Regions from separate parts of the Sus scrofa genome. Here region 1 is linked to region 2. Evidence: chromatin contacts called from public HiChIP or PLAC-seq data. All regions are on one chromosome and are shown on one strand. Each heading gives the region's core, a stretch centred on a gene start, on an enhancer-like site or on the middle of the called end of the contact. The rest is flanking DNA. Distances are from core to core; before and after follow the strand shown. Region 1 holds the start of PHC3 (polyhomeotic-like protein 3). Region 2 holds the start of ACTRT3 (actin-related protein T3).

Evidence for each region. HiChIP or PLAC-seq counts read pairs in DNA pulled down with a chosen protein or histone mark.
Region 1: an H3K27ac HiChIP or PLAC-seq map of alveolar macrophages shows a contact between it and region 2. The contact joins the promoter of PHC3 here to the promoter of ACTRT3 in region 2. A contact is called at or near these places in 2 of 5 promoter capture datasets (fetal liver and liver) and 2 of 2 datasets of contacts at active chromatin or transcription factors (alveolar macrophages and skeletal muscle).

Annotation. Positions count from the first base shown.
Region 1 is chr13:108,879,389-108,886,920 of Sscrofa11.1, reverse strand. It overlaps PHC3 (polyhomeotic-like protein 3), which reads left to right and starts at 3,301. Exons shown (of 16, transcript XM_021069777.1): 1 at 3,301-3,396; 2 at 6,081-6,246. The coding sequence starts at 3,383.
Region 2 is chr13:108,432,813-108,440,345 of Sscrofa11.1, reverse strand. It overlaps ACTRT3 (actin-related protein T3), which reads left to right and starts at 5,980. Exons shown (of 2, transcript XM_003358668.4): 1 at 5,980-7,533. MYNN (myoneurin) reads right to left here and starts at 5,152. Exons shown (of 7, transcript XM_005669990.3): 1 at 4,489-5,152; 2 at 3,410-3,706. The coding sequence starts at 3,675. It overlaps TRNAV-AAC (a tRNA gene), which reads right to left and starts at 6,926; the gene lies at 6,854-6,926.

The DNA.
Region 1 (7,532 bases), core at 2,052-4,551, 450 kb before region 2:
AGCGGGCCCTCACCAGATATTGAGTCTTCCTGAACCTTGAGCCTAGACTTCTCAGCCTCCAAAACAATGAGAAAGAAATGTTACTTTAAACTCCCCAGTCCATGGTATCTGTTATAGCAGCCCAAAATGACCAAGACAGAACAACAGTTCACCAAACCTGATCTAGTTGAGAATGCCACCGTCCAATAGAACTTTCTGTAATGATGGAAATGGTGTACATCTGCACCCTATAAAATAGTTGCCACTAGCCACGCATGGCTATTGAGCATATGAAGTGCGATGAGAGCAACTAAAGGACACAATTTTTTTTTTTTTTTTTTTTTTTGGTCTTTTTCTAGGGCCACACTCGTGGCATATGGAGGTTTCTAAGCAAGGGGTCTAATTGGAGCTGTAGCCTCTGGCCTACACCACAGCCAAAGTAATGCCAGATCGGAGCTGTGTCCATGACCTACACCACAGCTCACAGCAATGCCGGATCCTTAACCCACTGAGCAAGGCCAGGGATCAAACCTGCAACCTCATGGTTCCTAGTCGGAGTCGTTAATCACTGAGCTATGACGGGAACTCCTAAAGAACAAAAATTTTAATCCAGTTTTCCTTTCCATTGCTGGAGCCCTTTATCATTTCTCTAAGGATTAATACAGTTTCTCAACTAGTTTCCCTGTCTCCAGTTTCACTTTCCTCCAATCCATCCTTGCTAGAGGGATTTTTCTAAAATCAAACAGGATGCTAGCACTTCTACAAATAAACATTTCCTGGAAAATCTAGAAAGAAGGTCAACCTGTTAGCATGACATAAATCTTTTCCAGAGGGAATCATAAAGAAGCAAAACACCTTCCCCTGTTTCATCAGATAAGTGATGATACATTTCTTTTTTTTTTTTAGGGCTGCACCCCAGGCTAGGGGTCAAATCAGAGCTACAGCTGCTGGCCTATGACACAGCCACAGCAACGCAGGATCTGAGCTGCATCTTTGAACTATACCACAGCTCTAGGCAATGCTGGATCCTTAACCCACTGAAATAGGCCAGGGATCGAACCTGCAACCTCATGGTTCCTAGTCAGATTTGTTTAAGCTGCACCATGACGGGAACTCCCCATGATACATTTCTTGAAAGTGGTCATATTTCATCATATTTTGTCCCCTCTAACACTTCACACAGTGGCTTGCTGAATGAGCAGTGAAGAAAATTTGGCTTTGGTCATGGAAAGATTAAGTTAGAACCCATTTTTGGTACATTTTAGCAAAGTCACCATAGGCATCTAATCACCTTGAGCCTCACTATACTTCCGCGCTAAATGAGAATGATAACTAGTTTTGTTGCGAAGATCAAATGAGTTTGTGGAAATCCTCTGCTTTTAGGAAAAGGCTATACAAATGCTGGTTGTTATATTGGGTTTTGAAATCTTTCTGAAAAGCAGTACTGATCTGACTTTACCCAATATATGTTCTGACTTTGAAAGCCAGTCTGCATGTGATGACAATAGAGATATAGGCCTTAGACGTTGAAAGGAAAGAGGGATGAAAAGGAATATTTTGGCTCATTTATTCTAAACATTCCCTTGAATTATGCATTTTTCACATTTAGGTCTAAGACTGCTTTCTTCAATTTTGTTTTACTAAACAAAAATTTTAGCAATACCAATAGACAGTTGATTCTTGAGAGTTGAATGACAATGGCATCATGAGCAAGTCAGAAAAGAAGAAAAAGTAGTATTTTATCTTTAAACATCTAGGAATTCCCATCGTGGCTCAGTGGTTAATGAATCTGACTAGGAACCACGAGGTTTTGGGTTCGATCCCTGGTCTTGCTCAGTGGGTTAAGGATCTGGCATTGCCATGAGCTGTGGTGTAGGTTGCAGACGTGGCTTGGATCTAGCATTGCTGTGGCTCTGTTGTAGGCCGGCGGCCACAGCTCTGATTAGACCCCTAGCCATATGCCACGGGAGCAGCCCTAGAAAAGGCAAAAAGACAAAATTAAAAAAAAAAAGCATCTATAGAGACTTTTCAAGGAGACTTTCTCAGTGCGTTCTCTTAGGAGTAGTAGGAAGGGCTTTGCTTTCAGATAGGAAAATAAGGTAAAGGAACAATGTCATCAAATGGTGAAAAGTGGTAAAGGGACAATATAGCTCATAAAGGAAGTGGTCTTTTCCCTTCCCTAAGTATATTGTGGATTTCCAAGATTAAGTATACTTTTTAGTAGATTGTACTACATTTTAAAATGAATTTGTATCATGAATTCATTATTCAGTTCTTGAAATTCAACTCCACCATCTTAATAAATGCAAAAAGAAGACATTGCTAATGGAATCCCCATTGTGGCTCAATGGGCTAAGGACCTGATGTTGTCTTTGCAAGGATGCAGATTCCATCCCTGGCCTCACCCACTGGGTTAAGGATCCAGCCTTGCCACAAGATGGCAGATGCAGGTTGGATCCAGTGTAGCCATGGCTGAGGCATAGGCCTCAGCTGAAGTTCTGATTTGACCCCTAGCCTGGGAACTTCCAGGCGCAGCTGTAAAAAGGGAAAACAAAACAAAACACACAAACAAAAAACCAAAACATTCCTTGTGATTGGTATGCTTTTTTTGGTGAAGGACAGTAAAGATTTATCATTCCTTAAACTTAAGTTTTCCAAAGCACTTAATGGGTATGTTTCAGAACATTTGGATTGTGAGGATAGCTCTATAAAACCCACTTAACTCTACAGATTAAGACTTGTTGGAAGACACGGACTTGTTTCACTTATCTTTACATGTTTGTCTCATCCTGCCTCAGAGTAATTGCCATCTATGCAGAGTGTAATAAACTACATTAGCACACTGGTGGACATTTCTGCTTGTTGCCTGCAGTATGGAAGCTTGTAATGCCCACTAAGCGCCCACTAAATTCATGTCAAAGATATGAATGATATTCACATGGTAGTCAGGATGATTCCTTAACTGGCCACCTCACGGGGGTCAGGAACACTGAGTTCAAGGCTTCGCATCCAATCATCGGCTTATTATTCTCTTCCACCTCACCTCTTTGCAGTTTGCCTATGCTTTGGTATATTTTAGATGTCCTTAAAATTTTTAATTTAACCGTCTAATCAGAACTTTTCATAACCTGGTTACAGATTCCTCTTCAAAAGGAGAAAGACCCTGGGCAAGAGAAAGCGAGTGTTTGTAGGTGAAACACCGGTATCTAAATTGGGGAAACCTGGTCAATTCCCAGAGCTGGCAAGGGTTGACTTGGGAGGGGGTAATTGGAAGACGAGGACTCCACGTGACTTCGGGGGCCAGAGGCTGAGCTGACCCCGCCCTTTCGCCCTCCGCTGCCGCCGCCGCCGCGGCCGCCAGGGGGGCGCATGCGCAGCTTGTGTTAGTGATGGAGGAGAGAAGATGGCGGAAGCGGAGTGAGTGACTTGCTGGTGACTGATGTCGTAACCGGGGGGCGAGTGGGGGCAGCGACACATCCCCCAAGGGGAAAGCTCAGGGCCTTTTCGCGGGCACTGCGGAGAAAGGGGGACGTGAGAGCTTCTTTATCGTGGAAGAGCGCGCTTCGCTCTTGTAGGGGGACGGAGGCGAACTGTAAGGGTCCAGCTGCCTCAGGCGGGAGCACCCCTTCCGCCGTCTGGTCCGGGATCTGCGGGGCCTTGAGCAGTGGGTTATCCCTCGGACCCCAACCGTTAGGGTCTTTCGGAAGATGAGCCCGGGTGGGCTCCTCAAGCGCTGTCATCTCTGCAAGTGGGCCCCGCGGGCAGCCTTGTTACGGCTGCCCGCGCCGGGGGCCCGCGGAGGCTGGGTAGGGCTGGGCGGGCACTGCCAGGCCTCCTTCGCGCTCTCCTCCTTCCCGCCCCGGCGCCACTCCGCTCCTCCTCAGTGGGAGAACCAGCGACTTGGGTCTGTTCGCCACCCTTCTCCCGGGAGGCTTGGAGGAGGTGTCCCAGCGCCGGCTTTAAGGAGGCGCGGGCTGTTGCTGTTCTGGCGAGCCTGAAAATACTCTGGAAGGAAAGCTCTTCTTTCCCTCGGGTCTCTGGCTGCAGTGTTGATGCCGCCCTAGAGGGCTACATTCTTGTGTGGTGTGATGGTATGCTTAGTTAGCGACTCAAACTTAGTGTTTCCTGGGTAGGCCGCTTGTGCAGCAGAACTGCCGTTTGTGTTCTGCAGGCAATGCTATGCATAGACGATGGAGTTACCAAAATTGCTCTTTTGTGCCTGGTCTCCAAATGAAGTGCAGTGGTTTGGCCGGTTATACCCACCGATATTTAGACTTGTGCCTAGAATTTGGATTCTCTGTGACCATTTTTGGTTAGTTACAGAACTGCTTACCCTCAGGTTTGGGGTTGAGGACGTGGCTGAGCAGAATAGTACTGTAAAGAGAATTTAAGCTGGCTTTTTGCATATCGTTGCTTCGTGGTTCAGAAGTGTTACTACAGGTAATAATTTGGTAAAAAGTTTATCTCCCACCCTATCTGTATGATGTTGAATAGTTAACCATGCGATGCTGTGATTTGATGATTGGAAGGCAATTTGAAAAACTACCAAAACCCCTTAAAAGTCAGAGAAGCGTAAAGATATATGTCATCTATTAATCAAAAAAAATTAGTAAGTGAAGAGTTGCCCCCCCCTCACTTTTCCTCTTATTAAATCAGGATTTTGTAACATTCGATTCCTGGAAGAGCACATAAGTACTATTTATATACATGATATAAGAACAAAGAAAATTTGTATATAAAAGAACACCATATGGGAATAATGCATGCGTACACAATTAGCGCCAAATTCCTTTGTCTTTTCACAAAGTGGAAAGTGTTCTTCATATAGTTTAGTCAATGCTGCTCATGTGAGGTGGGTCAGATTTTGTTTCTCAGAAGAAAAACACAAGGCAGATAAAACTGTATTCTCAAGTGTGCTTTTCCTCATTGTGGTGCATTTCTGACACTACAAAAAGTACTGTAATTCTAGTTTCTGACAGTATTAAGGCCTTCAGAGTTGATTTGAAATATAATTTTTGAATTTATTCAAATACAGATTTTGTATTTAGTGGAATTTTGTACCACAACAGTGAAATGTGTTCGTAATGTTGGAGGGAAAAGAATCAGTATGGTACAAAACTGCACTTTACTGTCTATACATGAGGAGAGTGACATAATTATGCTGCTTTCAAAATTTGAAGCAATTTTTTTGTGAAAAAGAGTTTTTTAAGAAGGTGGGGAAATTGTTTTCAGCTGCTTCTCATATTTATCCAGTCAGAGTAGATTATAATTCAGAGTTGTTAGATTTAGTAAGGACAGTTTTGTAGATGAATAAGGGGGAAAGCTGTGTGAGTTATTGAAAAATTATTATTTTTCAGATTTATAATGATTTTTTTTTCCTTTATAGCTGGTTTACAGTGTCAATTTTCTACTAAAAAATTATTTTTTAAACTTATTTTCTAAGAGAACTTATTTTCCTTTTTGGCCATGCCATCAACATGTGGAAGTTCCCAGGCTGGGGAATTGAACCCATGCTGCAGCTGCACCCTGTGGCACAACTGAGGCAACACTGGATCCTTAATCCCTCTGTTCCACAAGGGAACTTGCTAAGAGAACTTATTTTTAAAGTATATATGGTAACTAAAACCTAAGCTGATTAAGATAAACTAGCACAAGTGCATAGGCATCCTACTTTAATGTATAGATAATAACTTTAATTTGTAATTAGTATGGTCAAAAGAATACAAAGATATTTTGATAGTCTGATATTGCTTAAGGTTTAATTTTTCTAGGTAGTTTAAGTATCCTCTCATCACCTGCTTTGGTTTTAAAACATTTGTCTTCCTTCAACAATAAAAAGCTAAACTTTAGGTCAGGCTTTTTGTCTCAGTTACATATCCTGAATCATATGAATTAAAATTTAATAGATATGGACTGATAAATATATATATTTGTGAAGTGTTTTTGCCTTCTAAGTGTTTATGGTGACTGTGTGCTCTCTTTTTTTTATGAAGGCCTTATTAGAAATTTAGACTGTTGCTTAATATTTCTTAGAATAATTATTCTTTAAACACAATAAGATAACACTTTTGCCAATACAAACCCTTTGTGTTATCTGCTAGATTTAAGGACCACAGCACAGCTATGGATAGTGAACCAAACTCTGGAACATCTTCGGTGTCAACAACAACCAGTAGCACCACCACCACCACCATCACCACTTCCTCTTCTCGAATGCAGCAACCGCAGATTTCTGTCTATAGTGGCTCAGACCGACATGCTGTGCAGGTATTTCTGTTACCATGATGGGTATGCTAAAACTTAGGATGTCATACTTTTTACTTAAGCCACATGAACCTGAGTTACATGATACCCTCTAAATGAGTACAGTTAAAATTATTAATGTTTAAAATAACCAACAAGGTTATTTGATAATCACACTATTGAGTGAGCTTACATTTGTTAGCATGTAGCTTATAAAACACTATGTCAGGAAAATTATAAATTGGAAGGTCTGTAGATGCTGCTCTTACATGAAGACACTCAGCTGAGACCTCCAGCATGTAGAATGGCTCTAGGTTTTTCTGGGTTATTTTATATTTGAACCCAGAATATGGACTTAGGGAGATCTGTTCAGCTCTGTAGAGATGGTAAGAGGTTCATTTTAAACCCAAGTGGCTTAAGAACTAAGCAGGAAGATTCATTCAATAACTTTAAAGGGAGGGGCAGAGGAGGAAGGTACTATTTAATTAAGAAAAGTCTTAGGCTCTTCACTTAGGTGAGAAAATAGAGTTTACTCAGTTAACCTTTATAATAACGGAGGTTGAGGCATATGGTATTGAGTAAAAAAGGGCGTGGGCATTGTAATCTGATGTGCTCTTTGTTTGAATTCCATTTTCTTGATCAATAGTAGCTGTGTAGCCTTGGGTGAGAGGCATAATCTCCTTGAACCTCAGGAAAGTATAAAACGAGGATGAGACAATGTACCTAATTAGTCATGAGAATGAAAGGAAGCATCTAGAATTATGTGGGACATATTATATATACTTAGCAATTGCTAATATTTATTGAACAATTGCTATGTGCCAAGCATTTGATAAATGTTTTGTAAGTATTATCTGCATTTAACAGATGGGAACACTGATGTTTTAAATTGGCTAAATAACTTTCCTAAGCTCTCATAACTAGTTGGTACTCTGGCTTTAGAGTTGTGCCCTTAACCACTCTGAGTTCTTATTTTTTCCATTATGCTTGTTTTCTCTCTCAGATCTGCGTAATTGCCTTCCACCCTGAAAAAAACTTAGCTGTTTATGATGTAGTCCTCTCCATGATCCATTTTTCTAGAGTGGAGATCCCAGCATATTGGCTATTTAGCTGTTTCGTGGTTAGGATTCTGAAGTTACTGAAGTTAGAATCAGAATTGTTGGAGACCCAGTCAGTTCAGCAAAAATTTAAACTGGAATGAAGAGTGTGTTTTTAGTGTTCTTCACCTTTCTCTGAGGCAAAGGATATAGGGAGGAGTATGTAGATTCTTGAGCATACAGATGATGTGATATTTTAAATGCCATTTTGTT
Region 2 (7,533 bases), core at 4,731-7,230:
GAATCCTAGCCACAGCTATGACCTGTGGATCCATTAATGGCCGGTGATCGAAACTGCACCTCTGCAGCAACCCTAGCCACTGCAGTCGGGTTCTTAACCAACTGCAACATGGTGGAACTCCAGCATCTGCATTTCTAACACACTCCCTGGTGATGACAATGCTGATGGTCTGTGGATCACACTTGGAAGAACAAGGTTTTAAAATGCACTAAGCTCTCTCTAGCAACCCTCCCAGCTTTTCTGTGTGTATGGGATATTCAACCTAAATTAGCTGGAGATTTTGTTGTATTAGAGTTATGTAGAAAAATTTAAGTCACCTTGTTCAACATTCCAACAAATATTTACTGAGCATCTACCATGTGAGGTGCTGAGAAGGAGATTAAGAAATAGTCTCTGCCCTCTAGATGTTCACAACGTACAGTAAGACTGTTCACTGGCTCTGCATTACTAGCTGAATTAATTAGGATAAGTCAACATCTTTGGGACCTTCAATTTTCTTAGCTGTAAAGTCAGAGAGCTGAGTTGATATGAAGACTAAAAATATGCCCTTTTAATTATTTTAAGCTGGATACACACACACACACACACACACACTCAAGTAACCTTTCTATTTGACATTTTCCCCAAATATTATTTAACTCTTCAGGAAAGTTAAGTAGACTTACAGGCTAGTTTGGAAACCTAATCATCAGTTTTAGGGAACATTTTGTTATCTGGGAAAATCCACCTCAAGCTCCTAATACAAATACACTTTCAGAAAGTAATGTTTGCAAATTGACTCCCTTAGCTAGGAAAACATTACTTAAAATACTCTTTTCTGTCACAACATTGTAAATCAACTATACTTGAATAAAACTTTAAAAAATGAAAAAAAAAAAAAAAAAAACAACCCTCTTTCCTCTTTTCATGGCCTTTGGCTGTAATTTTGGAGCAAATTACAAATAATCTTTGTAATCAAGTTAACTATCTGCAAAGATATAGCATGAATACCCCAAACATAAATAAAATCTTATTCATCTTTCATATTTTTTTGCATGTATATAGATAGCACTGTCGCTTCCTAAAAACATTATATATCTTAAGCATTTTTATTGATTTTGTTACAGTCTATTATTAAATTACAATAAATGAGGAGCATTATTAGAATAAAACCCAAATTAATTCTATCACTTATTATAATTTGCTCAGTGCTCCATAAAATGAACCACAAACAAGGTGAGACGGCCTTTAAAATCAATACAAACTAGTCCTGATTCACAAACTGTTCAGTAGTGAAACAGTGATTCATACAAATTATTTATCTATTTCATAGATAGCGTATAATCTCAGTCACAGTGAAGAGATTCAGTAAGCACTTACGTCCATAATTGATCTCCTTTTTACGAGCACTAAGTTACAGTGCTTGCACACTTGCTTTCACTTTTTGAACAGTCACTGAAAGTCATTTAATTATATATTGCCAGGCTTATGGCTAAATGCTTTGTATAAGTAGTTCATGTTATCCTCAGGACATGACCATGAAATCTATATAATCCCCACTTTACATATAAATGAAGTTTCAGTGGGCCCAAGAAATTAAGTAACTTGTCCAAGATCAGACAGTGTTAGAACTAAGATTTGATCAAGGTGATTTGGCTCCTGAGTCCACTAAATTCTCTACTATTCTTTTTTCTTATTCACTAAGTTATACAGACTTTCTATTTTTGGTATACATCTTCTCTTACATTTGCAGCTGGGCTCAAACAATTAGCTCCCCAGCATCCCAAGAAAGACATGTTATCAAAAAAGACTAAGCAAAACATCTGGCTCTTCTTCACATTGGTTCTTTGCATGAAAGTTCAAATAATTCAAGATTTTTCTGGCAAAGTTAACTGAGAAAGGGAAACCACTAAATTGAAGACCAACCAAAATTTACAGATTTTGTGATTTTTTATTACTTATTCTAAATTTTTAGATAAGAGGTATTTGTATAGCCAAATATTCAATAAACTTAAATAACATCATGTGACATTAATCTACGATGTTGCTTTGTTTCTTTAACTTATGCAGAACTGACTCCAAAATTTCATTACACTAAAATTTAAAAGTAATTCCAAACAGCATGAATATTTCCTTTTCAGGAGGATTTCAGAACAGCCTGAATCCAGTTTTTTAAAGAAACATATTTCCGAGATAAGCTGCAATGTTAAGAGAGAGAGAAGGGTTTTCCTTAATATGTACATGTATATATCTGGAAAAGAATGAAAGAATATCAATGTGTTCAGAGTGGTTAACACTCAGTGGGTAGCAGAATTTTGGGTGTCCCTTTTTTTGTTTTTTCCCCTCACTTTTCTCTAAGAAATGTGGAATTAAAGAGCTTGAAGAGTAGGACAGAGAAGAGGAAAGAAAGGATGGAAACTAAGAAACAGTAGTTTAAGGCCTTAAAGGAGGTAGGCCTTTAAGTAAACCCTAAATCTTCACAGTAACAATCAATGTAGTTATTACCATCTCATTTTTACAGATGCTGAAACCAAGGCTTAGAGAGGCTGCAATTAGATTGCTCAGAGATAGCAACTGAAAGGCAAGCTCTAATTCTAAAGCACATAATCTTTCGATGTCAAGATGATGATCTACTCAAGTTTACACTTGCATAAAAGCTGGAGAAAAGACAAGAGTAATTTGGTTTCTCTTTCCTTTTATCCCCACCACCTTTCCCCCAATAAGCAGTAAATGTATTGATATTAATCTCATTATATAGTCCATCATGCATGTAAGACACAAAGTGCCTGCATTATCCAATTCCTCAGAATCTACTTCTTGTCAGTGCAACAACTGTTTTAAGCATCTTAGCTAAGCATTCTAGCCTCTTGGACCTGACTTAAACATTAGTACTGATAGCTGTACAGAAATAACAAGAGTCATTGCCATTAACATGCCAATGGAATTATTTTCCTGAATCAAGATCAGGAAGAAGTCCTGCATGTTGCTATTTATGGCTGGAAATGGGAGCACTATTAAATAAACGGAGGATCTCTTTTCCACTTACACCTTCTCACCCCAAAGACCTTAAGACGAAGGGGACAGAGAGTGAGAGAGAAGACCAGAGAATCATAAAGATAAAAAGCTAGGGGAAATTGGAATTAATATTTATCATATTTTAAGTTTACATAACTGAAATCACAAGCTTTATTTCAGCAGATAAATCAAATGTGTCAGAAACAATGCGTTAACTACATTAACATCTGTATTTTTTTGTGCTTACAAAACATAGTCTGTTTATCCCAAATCAGTGACACTGATTCATTAAAAACAACACTGTACATATCAATATTTGAAGAGTTCAATGACTGTATGGAAAAAATACCAAAATGGTTTAGCTCTAAAGACTATTGACCAGCTTTTATAAGTGGAAATAAAATGTGTACTTTACCTGTCAAGATTTAAAGTTCCTGTGTATATAAACTCCAACAGTTTCTGAAATCCATCAGCCTTCACCTGACTCTGATCAAGAAAGACATTGTTCTCAGAAGTGCTTCTGTAGATCGCACCAAAATACTCACTAAAGGAGGCAAGCACATTCCTATGAGCTTTAAACTGGAATTCCCCAATCACTATGGTGCAGTCACAAAGAAAACCAGCTTCCCGTTGTTTGTTCAGTCTCTCTAAAAGGTGCTCACAGTGGTGCGAATACTGCATTTTGATATCACAAACGAATTTTACCCTTGTTCTAAAAAACAAAAATAAATAGTAAATTAGTAAACCTAAGCTGTCATCAAACTTTTCACGCAACAAGAATAAAGTCTGTTCTCATTTTACGTCCCCAGAAAATTCACAGATATGGTTAAAAAATGCCGAAGGGACAAATGCCTTCCTAGCTTTTATTTCATCTTGGTCAACTAACACAATCCTTTGGACGCGGTAATAAATGGCGACGCGAGAAAATATTTCCACAAAGCGGGGAAAAAAAGGAAAAAAAAAAGCACTGCAAAATTCCACGCTTTTGGATCAGCTGAACTTTCACTTTCAAGCTCAGTAGGCAAACATATATTTGGGAGAAAAAATCAACCACTAAAAGAATGATCGTTGGGGCAAACTGAGTAAGGACACGGTACGAGGTCTTGAAAACTGCTCCCCAATGAAACCTGTTACATAGTGGCTTCAAAACGCTAGACGGGTGCCGAGGGGGCAGGGCCAAGAGTTGTCAAAGGTTAGGTCACTCACCCCGAGGAAGCCACACCCCTTCCTTCCCCACTCGAGGTGGTATCATAGGGTGACAACCAAAGCCGATCTCTCCTGGTTTCTGCCTCCCTGCCCTTCGCCCAGCTCCCACTCCCGCGAATTCCCACAGCAGAGGTTGTGGCCAAGGCCAACACCAGGACTGCCTCGCCCGAGCTTTCAACGTTAACACTTGGCTCCGACAACAGCTCGCGCTCCAAGGAACCTGCCCTCTAGTGACCCAGGATCTGGAGGGAGCTGGGATGGCGGGCTGGGGGCAAAGACAGAACTCACCTATAGCAACCCAAGGGGAAACACTGTTTCTTCACTCTCACTCCGCCATATTGGAAGGACGTCACTGGGCTACGCTCCGCCTCTCCCTTCCTACTCCAAGGCGACGTCACATCCGGCTCTGGGAGATCCGTGGCAACAGCGTAGGCTCTTAGGACCGTGGAGATCTAACACCCGCCTGGAAGAGGCTGGCGCACAGAGAACCCCCTCCCTAGCGGGCCAGGAGACCCGGAAACTGGAGAGTCATAGATACGAGATCTAAGGGGACGCTCACAGCGCCCCGCCTCTCTTCCTCATTCTGAGCATTCTGGTTGGCTGACCGTCAGCATCTCGCGCACGACTCGTGTTGCCGGCCAAGGCTGCTTTCCGCTGCACAGCGCGCCTCTTTCCGGGAGCCAAATTGTGCATTGCATGCTGGGGCTTGTAGTTAGTTGCTCGACTTCTCCCATCAGCCTCACCTTTCTTGAGGCCCCACCGGTGGGAACAGCTGCTTTATATACTTGGGCTCTCGACCATGGGAATTTTTGAGCTGAGACTGATCACTCCTTTTTAGTTTACCTACCCAAAAGCTCTTGTTTGCATCAGCCAACCGGAATCCAGTTTGCAGGATACCCTTACCTGGTGTTGGAAGCCTGGGATGCACGAAAGCGGTGCAAAGCAGTAGGGCATACTGGGCATGCGCGTGGGGAAAGGTGGGCTTTATACCGGAAAATGTTCTGCGTCTGGACTAGAAAAACTTTAATACAATGATTTACGTTGTATTCAGATTTTGTACAGTGAGGGAAAGGGGTGCCGCTTATCTGCATAAAATGAAAAGACAGAAACAGTAAGATAAGTCATGCTGATATGTTAGGGTGAATTATACCACGCTTGGACATTATAAATCTAAGAAAACCAAAACTTCAACATTTTTTTCTTGTTAAAAGTTATATGAGGATCGTAGGAAGTTTACTCGCGACTTTATTTTTCAGGACAGTGTCAACTTGAGTTTCTTTTCTTCTCTCCTGAGATTTTTTTAAAAAAACAGATTCCGTTTGGTCTCTAAGTTTTCCTCAGTATGAATCATATTTTTGAATAAAACCACAACCGTTAGGAAAAAAAGAGGCTGGTTCTTTCTTGATTTTATGTTTATAAGTATAATTTTCTTTCTGATTGCACTTTTAGTTTTGTCAGAATCCTTTTTGGTAATTAATTCACTCAGATATTTATGAGCCTCTGCTATGTGTTGAACAGATATTGAGTATTTAGAAGTATAAAACATGGTCTCGGGTTTAGATAAATCTGTAATCTCAAGTGGAAAACCAAATGACTTGTAATACAGAGTCCTCAAGGGCTCCAGGGCTCCAGTTTTTGTGCTGTGTTTGATTACCTTGTTGTGGAAACTGGACCTCTCTGTCCACCAGTGCTGAATAGAAACAGGGAGACAAGAGTTTTGGGTGAAGGAGAAAAGTAACAGCTTTATTGCTTTGCCAGGCAAAGGAGGGCTATAGCAGACTAATGCCCTAAAGACTGTGCCCCCCTTTGGGAGAGAATAGGAAGTGGTTTTATAATTTGGAAGTAGAAAAATAGGGCCACAGATAAGGATCAGGGAAAATGCTGGCTTGCATTGTTTTTCAAAGTTGGTGTTTTTGTGACCCCAGGACTGGTTCTAGTGGTCCTTCTTTCCAGAATGAACAATCCTTCATCAGGTAGTTAACATCTTCCATTTGCTAGGGTCTTTTAGTTCTTTATCACATACACTGATAGTTAAGTCCACAAAACAAAGGATGGCACAAATCAACCGGGAATGCAGCCACCTCGGAGGCTGAACCTCGGAGCCCTGTGGGAACTCAGGAAGGAAACAAAGAATACCTGCCATCTAGCAACCACTCCCGAGAGCGAGCCCCCCCACCCTGCCCTCCTTGAAACTCAGGCTGTGAAAACACAGAACACTGGTGGAGATGCACATCAAAGGATGATTTCAGTGAGCCTAGACATTTGCATTCTTTCATAGAAAAGCGCTAAATTTCCCAACTTTAGATATCTGGTTTTCTGTAATCTTTCCTTCCTACTACCTGCCCTTTGGCACTCAAGGGAGGTCAAGGAGGCTGAATGAGGCCTATTTCCTAAAAAGAAATGGGGACAGAGAAAGGCTTTTGTGCCCAGGAGCCCCAAAGGGCCCTGCCCGGTAATGTTACCAGGCTGTACATTACATTATTTTTTCAGTATTAGGTTGTGAGATGTATTTAAATAAAACAAGCAATTTGAAATTTCCAAGATACTGCAAGTTTCTATCAAGATTATGTTTTACTGCAAGTTTCTATCAAGATTATGTTTTTGAAGAACATAATTTCATAAAACAAAGAGGGAGGAAAAGAAACAAAGGCACTGTTTCCGCCCGGTTTCGAACCGGGGACCTTTCGCGTGTTAGGCGAACGTGATAACCACTACACTACGGAAACCTTCCTAGTAACAAGCTCTCTGAAGTTTGTTGATATCGCTATTGTAACATGCAGCTTGAGCACTTCAAAGTAGATAAAGGAATTTTAAACAGATCAACAAAACAAACGAACAAAAAAAGGAAAATAAGCATAGATCCAATTAAATAGTACCACTATTTCAAAAGTTAGAATTTGCATATGCTTTTTTCAAAGGTAGTTAGAAACCCGGCACGCGTTATGTGCCTTTCTTTTGGGTTTAATTCCCTCCACGGAAAAGAAGTGTTGTATTAGTTTCTTTTCTCCTCGTTTAGCTGCTGAGAGTCCCGGATGAGTTTTAGGGCTTTGGCCGGCTAAGAAGGACCCGCAGCACGCGAACTCGCGCACCAACCTCCTTAGCAGTCATTTAGCTAGCGAGAAAGTAACCGGTTCAGCCTCTGGTGAAGGGATGTGTCATTAGCTTTTGAATCTTCTCTCCTGCTTAGGTACTTGCTTTAAAATCTTCTACATGGTGTGTAAAATTGAGGGGGTTAAAAAAAAATAATAATCAGACACCAAGATGCACTTTGGCGCACAATGAACATAAATTTTTCTAAGTCCGAACTTCATATGACGTACTGAATATCGTTTT